2 separate regions of the Capra hircus genome follow, and region 1 is linked to region 2. A link is a contact called in public Hi-C data. All regions are on one chromosome and are shown on one strand. Each heading gives the region's core, a stretch centred on a gene start, on an enhancer-like site or on the middle of the called end of the contact. The rest is flanking DNA. Distances are from core to core; before and after follow the strand shown. Region 1 holds the start of FGFR1OP (FGFR1 oncogene partner). Region 2 has its middle 59 kb from the start of RPS6KA2.

Region 1 (3,835 bases), core at 726-3,225, 140 kb before region 2:
GAGATTTAGTGCTGACTTCAGAGTTCCTGTGATAACTTTCTTTAGGTTACCCCAAAACTCTAAAGTATACATGCAAAGAGAATAACCTCGACCCTCCCCTAACAGTAAAGAAGCATAATCTTTAGTTCAAAATTATCCCTGACTATACACTACTATAAACAGCATTCCAGAATGGTTTTTAAGTAATTAGAACTTAAACATAAATAAATACGGTCATTAAAGTTTGTAGATTTCATACCTCTACTTTCTCTTGCTCCTCTAGCGCTAAAAACACAGCTGCTCGGAGTTCAGCCTTTAAAAAGCAGGGTGGGGAGGAGGAAAGGAACAAAAATTATCTCCAGACAATTTTCATGGTAAGAAGCACAAACACCAACATTTCCAAACTCAAAACGAAAACCAGCAAGATTATAACGCTTAGGAGGCAGGTGCAGAGAGAGGTCAGAGGGCATCCTGACACTGAAGAAAATGACAAGCTCTCAAGGCTACTGTTCCTGCGGCACTCTCTCTCCCAGCACCCATCTCTCTGGTTTAAGCTGTGATCTCCAGTCCTTATTCATGCCCACCAGTAATGTGAATGAATGAGAAATACACCCCAAGAAACAAGCTGTTGGACATCCGCAACCCGCTTGTTTCAGAAAGCTGGAGAGGCTGGCCAACCGGCAGCTCAGGCCAGAGGTGGGGGAGAGCGAAGGAGCGGGGGGCAACTCGACCACCGTGGGCGACTGGACGATCGGGGGCGGGGAGGGACCAGCAGGGAGCAGCGCACACATGAGCCCCAAACGTGCAGTGGGGTTCAGAGGGGACAGTGAGCAACTGGACCCCAAACGTGCAGTGGGGACCAGAGGGGGCTGCGGGAGACTGGACCCCAAATGTGCAGTGGGGATCAGACGGGACAGTGAGCAACTGGACCCCAAACGTGCAGTGGGGACCAGAGGGGGCTGCGGGAGACTGGACCCCAAACGTGCAGTGGGGATCAGACGGGACAGTGAGCAACTGGACCCCAAACGTGCAGTGGGGACCAGAGGGGGCTGCGGGAGACTGGACCCCAAACGTGCAGTGGGGTTCAGAGGGGACAGTGAGCAACTGGACCCCAAACGTGCAGTGGGGACCAGAGGGGGCTGCGGGAGACTGGACCCCAAATGTGCAGTGGGGATCAGACGGGACAGTGAGCAACTGGACCCCAAACGTGCAGTGGGGATCAGACGGGACAGTGAGCAACTGGACCCCAAACGTGCAGTGGGGATCAGACGGGACAGTGAGCAACTGGACCCCAAACGTGCAGTGGGGATCAGACGGGACAGTGAGCAACTGGACCCCAAACGTGCAGTGGGGATCAGACGGGACAGTGAGCAACTGGACCCCAAACGTGCAGTGGGGATCAGACCGGACACTGAGCAACTGGACCCCAAACGTGCAGTGGGGATCAGACGGGACAGTGAGCAACTGGACCCCAAACGTGCAGTGGGGATCAGACGGGACAGTGAGCAACTGGACCCCAAACGTGCAGTGGGAACCAGGCGGGGCTGCGGCAGACTGGACCCCGGACGCCGGGGTCGGCCTCCTGCGACTGAAGCCGGCTGGGCCCCTTCGTCCGCTCACAGCCGCACCGCCTGGGGCTCCCCGTGACTGACCCCCGACCCCCGCGAGGTGGCCGGCGGCTCGGACCCCAGCCCGGGCGGCCCGTCCGTCGCGCCCCGCGCCCCTTTGTGACGCCGGCGTCCACACAGGCCCTGCGGCGCGCGAGCGCGGCCCGCAGCCGCCCGCCAGCTCCCAGGCCCCCGCCTCACCTTGATGCGGTTCAGGACCCCGCTGTTCTCCAGCGTCTGCACCAGCAGGTCCCGCAGCTCCGTGTCCTCCTCCGCCACCACCGCGGCCGCCGTCGCCGCCGCCATCTTGCTTCTCCAAGACAACCGCCCAAGCCGCGCCAACGGCCGCCGGTCGCCTCAGCCCTCAGGGCGCGCGGCCGAGACCACGCCCCCGGCGCCGGCGCGCAGCCCGCCGTCACGTCGGGGCGGGGCCTCTGGCGGCGCGCGGTGGGCGGGGCCTCGGGCGGGGCGGGGTGGGCGGGGCCTCCCGGTCCCCAGAGGCCAGAGGCTTGAGGGGTGGGCCCGGGTGGAAAGTGGGGTTCGGCCGGGAGGCAGGGGGAAATAGTGGCCTTTGGATGGTGTCAGGTGCACGCCCGCGGGTCGCTGCTGTGGAAGACGGGCTGAAGTCCTGGGTCCCCCACTGGCTTCCCAAGGTGCGGCCGAAGTGTGCGTGCAGGGTAGGTGTGTGTGCACGCTCGTCGGGAGCGCACACCTCCCCGCGCCGTGCACTGGAGGGTGTGTGGACGTGCAAACGCTGCGTTGCTGTGCTTTCCACCCTGCGTGTTCTCACAGCTGCGCTGTCACGTGTGGAGGAAGGTGATCCCAAACCACTAGCGCTTAAGGGGAAAGCTGTAGATTCTAGAATCCCCCGACGCCCGCTCGGCGAGTCTGCAGCCGGTCCTCAGAGTCGACTTTCTCCAGGAGCCCGGGGCTCCAACGCGCTGGCCTGCAGGTGACCATCTGAGCTACAGATGAGAAAGGAAAAGGCGCGGTTCCTGGCAGGTCTGTTCGAACTGACATGTGCCTTTCCAGACAGCCTTGCACGTGGGTGTGTTACACCAAGTACTTTCTTCACGTCCCTAATTTGGAAGCTATGCTTACTGCTTTTTAATTTACTAACTTCACTCAGTAAATCCTGATCATTTTTTTGAAGGGTACATATATATTCTGCCTCTCTCTTTTTAACTCCTATGTAGACCCCACTCCAGTACACTTGCGTGGAAAATCCCGTGGACAGAGGAGCCTGGAAGGCTGCAGTCCATGAGGTCGCGAAGAGTCAGACACGGCTGAGCGACTTCACTTTCACTTTTCACTTCCATACATTGGAGAAGGAAATGGCAACCCACTTCAGTGTTCTTGCCTGGAGAATCCCAGGGATGGCGGAGCCTGGTGGGCTGCCGTCTCTGGGGTGGCACAGAGTCGGACACGACTGAAGCGACTTACCAGCAGCAGCAGTATTCTCTTTAAGGATGTTTCACAGCTATTCTTTGTAATAGGCTCTGATTTATTTGCATTTGTTTTGTCTGTTATGAAAGCTACTCATACCAGTGGTTTAAAATAAAAAGAAAGCAGAAAATGCTAAAAGTATCTGCATCCTCCCTACTCACCTAGGTCTCACCTGATACCATACCCTGCTGCTGCTGCCGCTAAGTCACTTCAGTCGTGTCCAACTCTGTGTGGCCCCTTTGGCGGCAGCCCACCAGGCTCCCCCGTCCCTGGGATTCTCCAGGCAAGAACACTGGAGTGGGTTGCCATTTCCTTCTCCAATGCAAGAAAGTAAAAAGTGAAAGGGAAGTCTCTCAGTCGTGTCCGACTCTTCAAGACCCCATGGACCGCAGCCCAACAGGCTCCTCTGTCCATGGGATTTTTCAGGCAAGAGGACTGGAGCGGGGTGCCATCACCTTCTCGTGTCTGACTTTTCTGTGACCCCATGGACTATAGAGTCGATGGAGTTATCCAGGCCAGAATACTGAAGTGGGTAGCCTTTCCCTTCTCCAGGGGATCCTCTCAGCCCAGGGATCGAACCCAGGTCTCCCCCAGCTATTAATACAATTAAGTCTGTTTTTAGTTCTTTTTTAGTTCTTCTGGTTCTTTTTAACTCTAAATAATATATATCCTGACCCATCAACCATAAAAATCATCTTTTCAAAGAATAAAAATTTGTCTTTTCTTTCAACTACTAATTTTAAAAATTGCATACTTTTACTTTTAACAGTGGAAGATTTTTGTGAGTTTTAAATTATTTACCT
Region 2 (3,960 bases), core at 1,279-3,778:
CATTCTCTGAATCTTATCTGCAAACTGGAGACCCGGAAAATGAGGCGGAAAGAGGACCAATGACTCTAAAGGAAGGCTATGCAAAATTTAGCAAACCTTTTTCAGGGAGAGTCCCAGACACTGCGTGCTCTGTCCGTGCGCACGGTCCCCGGGTTTCCAGATGGCCGGGCCAGGAGACTCTGCAGGGCGAACCCTGCACGAGAAGGCGTTCCTTTGGGGGTTGGCTGTGAGTTGAGAAAGGTAGTGGGGGGACGAGTGGAGTTGTGGGGCTTTGGGGGCCCCCATTTCTCGCTGTTAGGCATTTATTTGTGAATGCACCACTTCCGTGTCCTTAGGGCTCCTTTTCAAGTTGCAGAAACCAGCTCAGACTGGCTGAAGCTCAGTCTGGCTGCTCAGACTGGCAGTTTATCTCCTCCTGTCATTGAAAAGAGATGACTTCTGGCAGCTTTGAATCTAACGGTCCTGAAACTGTCAGCAGGACGCTGACTCTGTCTCCCTCTTTGATCCGAGGCCCATTTCCAGGCCAACAAACTCTGCATCTACGGTGTGACCCTGTGGCTCCTGCCTGGACAGGCTTTCCCTGGCCTGGGTTCCGTGCTGGGCACGGCACCTGGCGAATGACGGGGCCTGAGTCACGCCCCTGCCCGTGGTGGGGGATTGCAGCGGTGGGGTCACTTTCACCAGACTGCGTGGAATCTGCTTCCCACAGGAGGAAAGGGGACATTTGCCGAGGAGGGAGAAACTGGGGGGAGAGAGACCACAGACGTTTGCCCCTAATGTCCTGTGCGGCGAAGGCCAGTGTAGGAGCTGCAGAAACGAGCAGTCAGTCACGTAGAAGGAAGTGTGTTCCTGCCGTTCAACACTCACCGTCCAGCTGGGGGTCGGAGAGCAAGGACACACGGCCGCGGAGCGGGGCTCGAAGTCTTGGCCGCACCTGGAGGCGATGCAGGCGCTGATGGGCTGGGGTTCCACATCCAGATGCTCTGTGTCACCGGATCTGGGAGTTTGTAAACTCCACCCACCATGGAGAGGCAGGGACTCAAGGGAACGGGAGCCGTGGCCGGCACCTGCCCCGTCACCGTGAAGACACGCTAGTGAAGCAGGTGAACTCGCGGTGCTGGTAACCACGGGCTTCTCTCGAGCTGGGGTCCCCACAGGGCCCCTTCCTGTAGCCCGTTAGGCAGGAAGGGGCCAAAGTCGTGGTCGGGGGGGATCCAGCCTCTCTGTCTTCTGATCCTTGAGCCACAGTTACTAGTCAAGGGTGAAAGAGATATGTTTGCCCACTTTCTCCAGCTCATGTTTTGGTGGATTCGAACCTCAGAACAGAGAACACAGGAGAAATTAAGACTATAGCAGAAAATGACAAGCGTGCCCCCAGGATGCTGTGTGCAGACGCAGGCAAAGCCGTGGTTTCTGTTCTCAAGACCTCAAGTCATGGTGCTAAGTAAAGTCTTCAGGTTATGGGAGTTTTGAGTCTAGACAAGGGGAGGCAGGGAGCTGTGTGCGTCTCCAGGCCGAACCCCTATGGCTGAACGTGATTGGAATTTTAATCAGGTGTCCGTTAGCCTATTTACAGGTTAGAAGTCTTGCCTGCTACTGCTGAATGAGCACCTTCCGTAGGACAGAGGGCCTCAAGGTCACCCTAAGATGCTGGCCGGCCCCCAGTGATAACCACAGCTCCTTAGCTGAAGGCTGTGCATCTGGAGATTAATAAGTGACTTTTTTTTTTTTTCGGTTACATCTTGAGGTTGGGGATGGGACATCACTTCCTTTGGCTGAATGTAAAAGTTGCTCAAAAGTTTGCAAGTTCCCTTCTTTCGGTGTTTGTACTGACGGGCTTTCTGAGAGCTAGTGAAACTCCTCAAGTTATTGACAGCGATGTGGAGATTCATGTTCAGAAACAAAAAGCTGCCAGCCTTGGTGAGTGTCCGTGTAGCCATCCTCCCCGAGCAGCAACCGTCCAGGAAGTCCTGTGACTTAAAGGACTTTTCTTCACTCTCTGCCCCCACAGGACAAGGTTGACCCGCCCTCGCTCGAGACGAAGACAGCTGCATTGGCGGAGGTAAGTGACACCGCCGTGGCTTGCTTTTCTCCACGCGAATATCAGTTACATTTTTTCAAAAACATTCAACGTGAAGTCTTTTTCACTTTGGGCGTTATTTTATGCTGCCCGAAGGCCAGCAGAGCCAGCTGTGGTGTGCTTTTGGAAGAGTGGAAACCCCCCTCCCCCAGTACGATTTGAATTCTCTGATGCTCTGGGTGAGACCCAGAGCTGCCTGGAGTTGTGTAATAACGTCTTTGTACGGCAGGGGTCTGTCTTGCGTGTCACCCTGGGAATGTCACCCAGCAATCCAGGAAGACTGAGTTTTATTCTGAATCCGAGGCCACTGGGGAGGTGGGAGGTGATGCATGTGACCTCACGCACAGCACTTCTTTGAAATCTCTTTTCTCTGCCTTCACAATGAGCAAATGAGACATCAGAGCTGGGCAGGGCTGCAACGCTGGGCAGCCAGTGCTGTCCACACCAGGGGCCAGGGGGCTGGCGGCCGGCCAGCTTCAGGATTCCACTGTGTGTGGAGTTCAGGGTCCCCTGGAAGCTTTTCCAGGAATCTGGCCTAAATGAATCATTTTAGGTGGAGGTAGATTTCTTGTAGGATTTTGAGCAGCTGTCTGGTTGAAATACTGACATTAGAGATAAGGGATGTTATAAGATGGACTTACAGCTGTTTTGTGTCTCCCAGCAATAATAACTCGACCTGCGCCCATGGAACGGGGGCAGCTTTTATTGTCCGGCCTGTAGATTCTCCACGGGCTTGGCAGGTACGATGGCCCGATCCCTGTGGGTTCCAAACAGGTCACAGAAGCCTGGGTGCGGGTCAGGCTTATTTAATTTACGTGAATGCATCAAACCACATTCTGTTCATACTAGACAGAACTGCTCCTGGTTGTCAGCATGTTGGACTCTCATAAGAGTCTTGCTTCCCTGGCCCTATCAAGGTGGTGGGTCACCAGAACTGGTGCAGTTCAGGAGCTGCTCTGAGAAGTGACGGCTTCTCGGTGACTCACTGTAGGACTGGGGCCTGCACAGCCCCTGTGTTCCAGGACCTGTAATCTTGGAGCAGACAAAGCTGGGCCATGAGTGGCTAGTCCTGCATTTGTTTGCTGACATAAACACTTATTACTGAATGCCAGCATTTTACTTTTCACATGCTTAGGGTTTTCCTCTCTGAGTCTCACTGTATTTTTATTAGCAGCCCAGTCTGAAGAATCTGGTTGGGAAAAAAGTCCTCAATACCATCATCCTGAATGAATTAGATTTCCTTACTAGACATAAAAATCGTGTAATGAGAAGTGAATGATCGACGATCTCTGGCTATATAAAATCTCAGGATGGTTCTATTATTTCAGCCTAGTGACTAGACAGATGTCCATACCGTTTCACACTGAATCCTAATGTCAGTAAACTCGGAAAATGAGATGCGTTGTAGTGGCAGGAAGTTGGCCTTTCATACTTTCTTCATAAGCTTTTCTCAGTCTATTTTATAACCTGTTCAAGAAAAGAATTCCCTGGTGGCTCAGATGGTAAAGAATCTGCCTGCCATGTGGAAGACCCAGCTTTGGTCCCCGGGTCAGGAAGATCCCCTGGAGAAGGGAACAGCCACCCACTCCAGTGTTCTTGTCTAGGGAATCCCATGGACAGAGGAGCCTGGCGGGCTACAGTCAGTGTGGTCTCAGAGAGTCAGACACGACTAAGCAACTTTCACTTTTCACTTTCAGCTGATGAGTCTTAGCAAAACTTTTATTCAGCGTTATAGGGAAGCCCAGGGATGCACAGGGAAGTACGTGTCTGCTGGAAAATCGAGCTCACTGTTTACACTTCATCACGATCCACGTTTAGACCAGCCGCACTGAACAGCAGTGATTCTTCTCGCTCGTAGAAATGAACGAAGGCAAAGAAAA

Evidence for each region. A called contact is a pair of places that touch in the nucleus more often than the background predicts.
Region 1: a contact with region 2 is called in a Hi-C map of blood, with 7 times the contacts expected there. The contact joins the promoter of FGFR1OP here to the enhancer-like site in region 2. A contact is called at or near these places in 3 of 5 Hi-C or Micro-C datasets (all in blood).

What each region holds. Positions count from the first base shown.
Region 1 is chr9:89,268,777-89,272,611 of ARS1.2, reverse strand. FGFR1OP (FGFR1 oncogene partner) reads right to left here and starts at 1,975. Exons shown (of 13, transcript XM_018053465.1): 1 at 1,788-1,975; 2 at 239-292. The coding sequence starts at 1,892.
Region 2 is chr9:89,128,334-89,132,293 of ARS1.2, reverse strand. No RefSeq gene overlaps it. Among named protein-coding and RNA genes, the nearest start is that of RPS6KA2, 59 kb to the right of the region's middle. Within about 2 kb of position 2,528, at least 1 of the 5 cell types and tissues checked has an H3K27ac peak or open chromatin away from gene starts, as enhancers often do.